2 separate regions of the Xenopus tropicalis genome follow, and region 2 is linked to region 1. The links are chromatin contacts, called in public Hi-C maps. All regions are on one chromosome and are shown on one strand. The core of a region is the stretch at or near the end of the contact, and the rest is flanking DNA. Distances in the headings are between cores, read along the strand shown. Region 1 has its middle 13 kb from the start of msx1. Region 2 has its middle 34 kb from the start of msx1.

The links. A called contact is a pair of places that touch in the nucleus more often than the background predicts.
Region 2: a Hi-C map of neurula embryo shows a contact between it and region 1, with 2.7 times the contacts expected there. The contact joins two enhancer-like sites. A contact is called at or near these places in 3 of 5 Hi-C or Micro-C datasets (gastrula embryo, neurula embryo and tailbud embryo).

Annotation. Positions count from the first base shown.
Region 1 is chr1:25,956,997-25,962,400 of UCB_Xtro_10.0, forward strand. No RefSeq gene overlaps it. Among named protein-coding and RNA genes, the nearest start is that of msx1, 13 kb to the right of the region's middle. Within about 2 kb of position 3,350, at least 1 of the 11 cell types and tissues checked has an H3K27ac peak or open chromatin away from gene starts, as enhancers often do. A contact at or near this core is called in neurula embryo, where this site is marked.
Region 2 is chr1:26,003,911-26,009,693 of UCB_Xtro_10.0, forward strand. No RefSeq gene overlaps it. Among named protein-coding and RNA genes, the nearest start is that of msx1, 34 kb to the left of the region's middle. Within about 2 kb of position 3,226, at least 1 of the 11 cell types and tissues checked has an H3K27ac peak or open chromatin away from gene starts, as enhancers often do. A contact at or near this core is called in neurula embryo, where this site is marked.

The DNA.
Region 1 (5,404 bases), core at 2,100-4,599:
CAAATACACCGCCGGCCTGGATTAGGGGCAGGGGGCTCATACACATAGCGATTTTCGATCCTTAAGATCGTCCACAGACGTTCAGGGCTGAAACGGCAGATAAGGAGGTAGAAACAATAGGAATTCTACCTCCTTCTGCCGATTCAATCAAAGTCTTTTAACCTGGGCGATCGTCGAGTCGCCCGATATCTGCAGCCTTTTGTGATATCAGTCACCTCGTTGAGCCGCCATACACGCACCGAATATTGTATGAAATGCAGTTTCGTACAATATAATCAGTGCGTGTATGACCGGCTTTAGGCTTATGCCACATGGGGCTGATTCCTGGCCTGCGTATGAGCACAGACTGACAATCAGCCAAACCCCTGGCATATGCCCATGACATTCCCACATGAATTTTGATTCCAAAATCCTTCCTGTATATTTGCGTCTAGGCCAACAGCGAGGCTCTGCGCACAGACACACAAGGCCACGTATATGAGCGGAGGGGCTGTTAACACACCAAGAATCAGCCCCATGTGCCCTTACACTTAGGGTTAGGTTTGAGGATGGCACATAGGTTGTATTTGCTTTGTCTGCTGTCCATGAAAGCCCAAACTATAGGCCCATTAGATTGAGATTTGGGCTGAATACTTATTAATTTTGGAAGTTCATGCTGGCCTCGGCCTTTGGGCTACTCGGGGCACTTACACCACATACACTGCAATCTCTCTGGGCTGGGAATGCCATATATTGACCAAAGGTGCACAAAGGGGACTTCTTGAAAGCTCAGCCCATAACGAATCTGAGAAGTACAAAAGGCAAAAGGAGTGAAATCATATATTTGTTTTTTTGCCAGATGTTTATTTCTTTACTAAATATTACACACTGAAGAAATGCATTTCTGTGGATTTATGTTTTGTACGGCATCAGCTGTGCCCCTCGGGCATATATCAACTGCCCCAGCTCTCCAAAGAAGTTGAGCATCCTGAGTAGCTCCTAATACAACCCTGGCACACAATGAAGTAAGAGCTAATAGCAAGTGTCAGATACAAAAATGCATGTATAGGTGGCAGGGTCAGAACTAGGGGGAGGCAGAAGAGGCAGTTGCCATGGTTGCAATTAGGAGGGGTGCAAATTGGAGGGGGGGAGAGTGGCAGGAGGGAGAGAGCGGTGGGAGTGGGGGTTGCAGACCTTGGGGTGATTGTGGGGTGTGGATTTAGCAGCCAGGGGGGCAAGGTTTAGTGCAAGCAGGGCCAATGGGTGTTAATGGCAGTGTTTGTGGCACTGGAACAAGTAATATTTATCACCTTTAGTGCCATTGCCACTTGGGCCAGCTCTGGGCAGCTATTGGTCTACTCTGCTATTGGGCTGCTTTGAATCAGCAGGTACTGGGCAGGAAGAATGGATAGTGCCAAATACAGGGAAAATACTGCAAAATAATCAGGCTACTAAAAAAACTCAATCATGGGAGAAAGTAAATTCCTCTTTCAGCAGCACAATAATCCCAAACACAAGGCTAAAGTAACTGGAGAGGTGTAACTGAACCCAAATCGCCTACATGAACTCCGAACTTTTCATTATATTCTAGAGGGAAATAATTCTAGGAAATAAAAACAGAGGTTTTGGTGAAACGCCTTCAAATAAACCGTTAAAGAAACAGAAGAATAGATTCCCATCAGGCTAACAAAATGTTGGTAATACGCTAACTGCACTGACTCGTTCACCGCCACTGGGTGGCGCCCTTGGCTACAAACTGATTCCTACCCACGGACAGTTCTGTACGGTGCCTTTTACTTACCGATTACCTTGGGAGAATAAGAAGAGAATTGACGCGGATACAGGATCAGCTACTCTGGGAATAAAGTTATTTCAGTGTCTTAAACGAAATTCGACAAACGAAAAAAAACGAAATCAATAAAAAGAAAACTATAGGGTAACGTTTGAATCACAAATATTGCATTATTTGTACAATCGATGGCAGGGTAAATATATTTTGTTTATATGTTAAACATGCATTTCGTATTTCTCATATTTATTTTTGTATCCGTGTGTATGTATTTATTACAAAATCAATTAAATTATGTAAAAATCAATCGTGTATATGTTTGCAGTCTTTGTAAACGAATTGTTGTGTTTCCACGAATTATAATATTCTTGGCCAACATATGATATGTTCATGAATTAAACTTACATTTTGCCCATAAATATTTATCACTGATTCTTTCCCAGCCTTTATTAATCATTATAAAATATTAACCGCATTTAACAAGCTTTTTATGTTCCATTTCACTCAAAGCGCTAAAAATGTCAACGGCGCTTTACAATTGCCCGATGATTTATTACAAAATCTAATTAACGATTTTAAGTCTGTTATGTATTCCCTATCGTTATGGGAATTAAAAAATACACGTTATTAATTATAATACAAGTGCAGATTTTTTTTTTCTCCCAGTTTACACAAAGTGCAACTGAGAGGCAATTAAAGTGCATGGTTAGTAATTTTCGCCAGTGAATGACGCTGCAAATAGGACAATTTGTGGGAATTCCACATTCGTCGTGTCAAATGTCTCTCACTAGAACACAGGTCAAGGGATTACTGACACGATAATGACATTTAATGAGCTAATAAAGAAAACAGAAAAGTGTCATAATTTTGACAGATTTGGGGTTCTTTATACTTTGCTTTTTAGTAAAATTCGAAAAAAAATATAATGGAATAGTTAAGAAAATTGAATCCTCTAGAAATATACTAAAACGTATTAAAGGGGGGGATAAGCATTTCGTTCTGTTCGTTTTCAGGTAATACATCCCTGAAAAAAATGATATGTGGCGATTTTCCCTTTGAACACAAACAGTGTATCTCCCTATGACAGGGCACCAATGTGCAGCGCAAAACTAATTCCCCATAGCGCATATAAGGCAGATTTATGGAGCTGCTTTGTGCATTATCTCCAGCTATCAGATGGCCACAATACAGGCTGTTCCTCAGCTCATTTCCCAGTTAGGGGAGAGCTTTGTGCCCAAGTGAATCGCCAACAAGCACATCAAAGGCGCAGAGGCTTCCTGGGGAGCAGGTAAGGAGAGGTGAGATGGAAGGGAAAGGGATGAATGGGGGGAATGGGATGAATGGGGGGAATGGGATGAATGGGGGGGGGGGTGGATGAATGAATGGGGGATGAATTCTCCCCAGGTACAGGAACAGGTAAGAATAAAAGTGACAGAACATAAAGGGAAGGGACTCACCTTGCAGGCAGAGTCGGGCTGGTGGGATTGACTGGAGGGATATTGCCCCCCGGGCTGCAGGCAGAGTCGGGCTGGTGGGATACACTGGAGGGATATTGCCCCCCGGGCTGCAGGCAGGGGGTGAGTGAATGGAAGTTCCCTGTGGATGAGTGGAAGCTCCCAGTGCAGCGGGGGAATCACTGAGCTCTCTGTTATATAAGTGGAACATGTGAGTGTGAATGGCTGTGTGTGTTATGGTAACACTGATCTGACACAAGCTCTCACCGCTTTCATACAATCACAAAAGCTTCACTGAAAATCGAATCTGATGCAGTTGCAGAGTCAATGTCACGGCGCAAAGTTGCGCATTAGCTTTTACTAATTATAAGTTCGATAAAAAAAGTCACAATATAAACCATCAGATTGCGACACTCTGCAATATGTTTCATCTCCCCCATCCCAATCCCCCAGCCCACTCTCTCTCTGTTTAATCTCCCTATCCCTGGTCTCGTCTCTCTATAAATACATGTACATACATAACTCTGAGTAATGTATTCGTGCTAATTCCATTTATTTCACGTTTATACTTTTGCACTCATTCTCATTATTCCATGAGGTTATGTGAGTGCCCCCACTAACTTGTTATCACATATAATTATACTAGGGTGACCGGATCACTTGGAAATACAGGGACCCGTCTAATAAACACATGTTGCAGGGCAGCCCTGTTTGCATTTAAATTAAACTGCGCTTTAGCCCTGCTGGCTGGAGTTTCTAGACTTGTCCCTGAAATTTCCAAGTGATCAGAAGTGATCTGGTCACCCTAAATTATATTTTATCTTTCCATTTTGTCCTGTCTTTGGTTTAATTACATCTCTCTGCCTCTCTCTATATTGTTTCCACACACTCTCTCTCCCTACATATATTTATTCTTTTAATCTATCAATAGTCCATCTATCTGCATTTATCTCTATCTCTTCTAAAAAAAAATCCTCTATCGTTTGTTTGTCTGTCTTTATATATATATATATTAATATATATCTGTAAAGCATTTGCACAACTATGATCTATATCTATCTATCTATCTATCTATCTATCTATCTATCTATCTATCATCTATCTATCTATCTATCTATTATCTATCTATCTATCTATCAATCTATTTATCTGTCTATCTATCTATCTATCTATCTATCTATCTATCTATCATCAATCTATCTATCTATCTATCTATCTATCTATCTATCTATCTATCTATTATCTATCTATCTATCTATCAATCTATTTATCTGTCTATCTATCTATCTATCTATCTATCTATCTATCTATCTATCTATCTATCATCAATCTATCTATCTATCTATCTATCTATCTATCATCTATCTATCTATCTATCTATCTATCTATTATCTATCTATCTATCTATCAATCTATTTATCTGTCTATCTATCTATCTATCTATCTATCATCAATCTATCTATCTATCTATCTATCTATCTATCTATCTATCTATCATCTATCTATCATCTATCTATCTATCTATCTATCTATCTATCTATCCATCTGTCTCTATTTCTGAGTTGTTTTGCTCAGGGTGTTCTTTTTGCCAGGTTATGAAGGGGTGTATGAACGAATTCATGTTTATCTGTACAACTATCTATCAGGGGTATCTATGAGTTCCTTGGCTCATACGGATAAAACCAGTAGACTTCATGTTGTGCAGCCAGAGGCTTATGACACGGAGAAAACAGATAATTACTAACTGAGTATGTAGATTATTTGAGAATAAATAATATAATTACAAAATAAGCCTAAATAAAGACTGCTAAAAATAACCCCTTGTTCAACACTTCAATTGTAAATGATCTCTGGGACAATAATTCCCTGTTTATTTATTTTCTGATATGGAGGAAATTACCTCCAAAAGTGATTTCAGTCTCTCCGCTGTACTTGGAACAATATCAACACCAAAAAGTAATGCGGCCCTGGTTTATACAGAAAGAAATGTGTTTAATAAATACTGAATTATCGCACATACATATGGCTTTATATATAAATAAACTTTTTTGCTACTACTGTAGTACCCATACTACAGTGTTTCACCCATAATGCATTGCAGGTACCTGTCATTGTAATTTACATTGTTAATAACACTTATAGAATATGGTTTTAACACTGCAACTATGGGCCATTTTTTTAT
Region 2 (5,783 bases), core at 1,976-4,475, 47 kb after region 1:
AAATCAAAGGGCCACTATTCTCTATTAATCCTGCTTGACCTTTCTGCAGTTTTTGACACTGTTGATCATTCTCTCTTGCTCTGTATTCTATCCTCCCTGGGGATCTTGGTCTCTTCCTATCCTTCTAATCGATCCTTCAGTTTCTCCTATACAGCCTCCACCTCCTCTCCACTCTCTCTTTCAGTTGGGGTACCTCAAGGCTCCGTTCTTGGACCTCTTCTATTTTTAATCTATACCACTGGTCTTGGTCAGCTAATCGGCTCATTTGGGTTTCAATATAATTTATATGCAAATGATACTCAAATCTTCCTCTCTTCTCCAGACCCGCCCTCGCTCTTAGTTTGTGACACCAACTGTCTCACAGCAATTTCAGCATTTACGTCCTCTCATTGCCTCAAAATCAACATGGACAAAAGTGAACTGGTCATCTTCCCACATTCTATCTTTGTTTCCCTGCCCGATATTACTGCTAGGGTTTAGACACATTGAGCTACTAGTAGCAGCTACTTTTTCACGCCAGAAAATCCACTGCCATAGACAATACTGAGAATTGCCTCTGCTAAAACACACTTAAGGTGGCCATACACGCACCGATAATATCGTACGAAACCTTGTTTCGTACGATATTCGGTGTGTGTATGGTATGTCGGCGAGCCGACCGATATAGCAAGAAGCTGCTGATATCGGCCGACTCGCCGATCGGACCAGTTTGAAAATTTTGATCGGGCGCCATAGAAGGCGCCTGACCAAAATCTCCCTTCAGCGCTGAATCGGCAGAAGGAGGTAGAAATCCTATTGTTTCTACCTCCTTACCTGCCGATTCAGCCCTGAATGGTGTGTGGCGGATCTGACGATGTTTCATGCGACCGATGGTCGCACGAAACATCGTCAGATCGCCACGTGTATGGCCAGCTATAGAGACAACTATCAGTAAATGATCAGCATTGTCTATTTTGTAGCCATGACAAGTAGCTGCTACTAGTAGCTCTGTGTGTCTTCACCCTTAGGGCCGTGGCACACGAGGAGATTAGTCACTGCGCGACAAATCTCCCTTTTCGCTGGCGATTAATCTCCCCAATATGCCATCCCACCAGCAAAAATGTAAATCGGCGGTGGGATGGCATACAGGGTGCGTCTCTCGAGGCAACTTCGGCGATCGCGTCATCACGTCTACCATCCCACCGGAGATTTACATTTTTGCCGGTGGGATGGCATATCGGGGAGATTAGTCGCCCATGAAAAGGGAGATTTGTTGTGGCGACTAATCTCCCCATCTGTCCCGCCCCTTAGAGTGGAAAATAATAATATTACTAGTTCCACAAGTTTTCATTCCCTCTCATTCATTCCTGAAATTCAAACAAACATTACACCTCTCTGCCCCTCTCTGCCAGTTCCTGCACTGGCTGCCTGTCATATACAGGATTCAATTGAAGGTTCTTGTACTTACCTACAAAGCACTTTTTGGTGCCTCACCACTATATATAACCACCCTAATCCCCAAGTACACCCCCAGACATAACCTTCGGTCTGCACACAACCTCCTCCTCTCCTTCTCCCTCATCACTTTCTCTCACTCTCACATCCAGGCTTTCAAACGGTCACTTAAAACTCACCTTTTCATTCAAACCTATAATCTAAGCCCTCCTAAACTTGATTACCCCCTACTCTTTGCTCACACACTCACTTACCACTGGTATTCACCTCTTACTATGCACTTACCATCACTTTACAAACCAACAGAAACTGTACCATCTCTGCCGTTACCCTCTCCTCATGTCTCAAGTCAATTGGACTACATTTGTTGCTGTTATGTAGAATAATCATATAATGGCATTGCTCCAACCAACAAAAGGCATAGGGGATATACGCAATCAGAAGACTCAATCCTAAAGTAGGAAAACTAGTTTCAAAAGTTTGGTTTAGTCCTTGGGACTCATTGGCATGTAGATTTTCGATTTGTGCTTTTGGATAATGTACAATAAGAAGACTTCATGTGAATTTTTTGGCAGTGCCCCTGCATTGGCACTGACCCTGTCTGGCTAAAGCTTGCTTTGGCAAATTGCAGCTTTTCCCCTGCATTTAACCACTACTAACATGGTCACTCTCACGAAACCCAGGGCCCCATACTACCGCAGGGGTCCCCAGTCATTAGCTCATTAGAGACATAAGCCTGGCCAACCAGTAAAATTGGGTCCTAATGAAAAAAGACCACATACACATGACCATGTCCAGTCATGGACCAATATGCTAAAACCTTGCTTTGCTCAAAGGTTTTGGGCCCTGTCCCTTCATAACCCTTGAATCTCTCTTTTAGGACGTAGGACCCTTGACTGCAGTTCCTCCATTCTCCCTAATGGCAGCCCTGACTACTATCATAGTTGTAGCTCCCATCGTGGATAAATATGCAAGCCAGTGCCTACTGACACTCTCAACCATACCCACAATTTTCTAGTGCCATCTGCCTCTGGCAAGATGTCAGGTTAATATGTCTTACCAGCAACTGGCAATGACTCAATTTAAGACAAGCAAATGGCTGGTTGTGCACTGTGAGTATAACTAGGATGTCATAAATGATAGCAATGCCAGGCTATACCTACCTGGAACATGGAAGCGTGGCTTTCTCTTTAGAGCTCTGGCACAGGAGGAAATTTGTCGCTGGTGATTTTTAAAAGAGTGATTTGGCGACAAGACGAGCGACAAGACGCCAATGCTAAACCAATGGAAATCGCCTGCTGTTTCAAATCGCACACAGACCCTTTTCTGAGCGACTTGAGTAAACATGTGGGAGGGGTAACCATGGGTAGCAGATCGCCTGGAGCTCAACTGGCATGAAATCTCTTCGTGGGTATTGTCGTGGCGACTTGTCGCCAAAACGCCGGGGGGAAAAAACGCAGGCAACAAATTTCCTCATATGCCAGAGCCCTTACAAGTCATGGGCAAACAGAGGTCAACCAGAGCCATCAATGTGATAGGATCACAACAGCCGGGTCTCATTATAAACGTCCTTCTGACTCCATTATAAGATATGGGGCTTATCTGTACCCTTTGGGGTCCACATACGTCTGTAGGACCTGAAGAACATCACATGCTTTTAATCAGTAACTGTTTGACATGTTCCTCGCAATCAGTTGCATAAAATTCTTTGATGTTTGCTCCTGGGAGAGGTGGAGACTTCAGAATGTGCACGTAAATCCCAGGCCATACAGGGCCTGCACTTGAAAGGCTAGCCAGTGTGGGCTCCTAGATAACCTCGGGTTCCCTTTAATTAAAGACCTGGTCTGTTTATTGTGCCTTTTTGTGCATTATGAATCATTTTAAGCTGGCTATCAAGGTAAAGGAGGTGTAATCAATTAAGCACAGGATAATTTCCACAAGTGATATCAGGAGATACAATCAGTATGTCAAGAGACAGAACATCACTGTCACTAAACATGATAATTAGAAGCAATTACCTGGAAATGTTTCGCCTTTGAAGTCTCTTTCACTCCCACCATTTACAGCATTGCTAACATTGTTACTTTCCAGAGTTGTAAAGCACAACAGTCTGCGGGTAAATACTTCAAGTGCTCTAATTGAACGAGGGAAGGCTCCATAAAGTCGGCTGCGTTTTGAAATGGATCCTCTATGCTAATTATTTTGAGCCTTTATTTATGGAAGGGTGTAGTCTGCCATTAAAGCTTTAGTGCCACTTGGGAGACAAAAAAATTAGAATTGTGAAGTGTTTGCGCAAGTGACACCTCAAGGCAAATAATTGTAAAAAAAAACAAAAAAACCCAGCTAACATGAACCTACAACGATGGGAAAATAACACAGATTAAAATCACACAACAATTACACAACAACGAGCAAATATGTTTTATACTTATAAAATTTAATTCTAGAGTCATTAAAAATTATAAACATTTATATATATAAATAGAAGGATATAAATTCAGATTTTATTTGAAGTTGAATACAAATTTTATTAGAAATTGATACAAGTCTTATGCAGTGCCCTTACAGAGATTGCTCCATTCATATCAATTATACTATTATACTATTATACTTATTTATACTATATATTACTTATTTATACTATATATTACTTATTTATACTATATATTATATTTCAGTATGATTAACAAGCAGAATTTTGCATTGAAGTATTCCATTGTTAGTATAGTTTGCTCTTCTCTTTGCACATACGTGTGTATTTGTATGAGTGAGGGAAGCCATAGCCTGTGAGATATGTAATATAATCCATCAACTGTAATTACTGTATATACTCGAGTATAAGCCTAGTTTTTCAGCACCCAAAATGTGCTGAAAAAGTCACCCTCGGCTTATACTCGAGTCGGGTGCCATGGGTCCCTCCAGACTAGCACCCTCTGTCCTTTGTGTGCAAATTAGGCCACCTGCAACCAGACCCTCCAGTGCCTTGGCCCGTTCCCAAATTCATCTTAATCTGTCATCCTCACCTGTCCTAGGCACATTCTGCACTAGACATTGCACTTTATATTATATAGAAACTATATATAGTTTTGAAGGATTTTAACTCTTTGTGTTTTAGCTGGGTTGCTGATTGAGTGAAGGGGGTAGTACACTTAAGGTATCATTGTTGATACCATATTGTTTTTGTTGACCCTCTTCTCCACTTACAGAGCTAGTTTACTGTTTTTGTTTGAAATAAATATTAAAAAACATATACCCCACTGATACCTCAATTAATGTTATTTTATTGGTATTTTGATTATTGAAACTTAGCAGTAGCTGCTGCATTTCCCACCCTATAGGCTTATACTCGAGTCAATACGTTTTTCCAGTTTTCTTAGGTAAAATTAGGTACCTCGGCTTATATTCGGATCGACTTATACTCGAATATATAGGGTATTCACTGCCCTCTAACGAACAGCAGAATTGGTAGCTTTCTAAGGCTTATTGAGAAGTTTACCTTTTCAAGGCATTCCTATATTTTTATCTTTTTCCCTATTTATTACATAGGGATCAAGCATCCTTTTTAACAGCCAGCCCAGTAAATTATCAGCCAGGTGGCAACCCTGGTTTTACTTAGGCAAAAAAAGCAATAAACACTTACGCATAATTAATTATACAGGTTTGGGATCCGTTATGCAGAAAGCTCCAAATTATGGAAAGGCCAACTCTCATAGACTCCATTTTAATCAAATATGGGGTAAGAACCCACAGAGCGAGTTACTCGCCCGTGATAGATCTCTACTAAAATAACTGCTCCGGGGGTTCTTAGATTTCTGCTAACGTGGGCGAGTAACTGCTCCATGGGTTCTTAGATTTCTGCTAACGTGGGCGAGTAACTGCTCCATGGGTTCTTAGATCTCTGCTAACGTGGGCGAGTAACTGCTCTGTGGGTTCTTAAATTTCTGCTAACGTGGGCGAGTAGCTGCTCCGTGGGTTCTTAGATCTCTGCTATTGTGGGCGAGTAACTGCTCCATGGGTTCTTAGATCTCTGCTAACGTGGGCGAGTAACTGCTCCATGGGTTCTTAGATCTCTGCTAACGTGGGCAAATAACTGCTCCGTGGGTTCATATATCTCTGCTATCGTGGGCGAGTAACTGCTCCGTGGGTTCTTACCCTAAGAGGCCCCTGTGCCCGCAGCGTCTCCCTCCTCTCTATAAACACCACTGACTGTACAAGTACCTAGACATTTGTATGGCCACCTTCTTATGGTTCACAACACAACACAACACAACTGGAACTGCCGGGAATGCCCCTCTGACCTGACAAATGTGTCCATTGTCTAAAAACTGCCAACCAAATCCAAGCGTGTA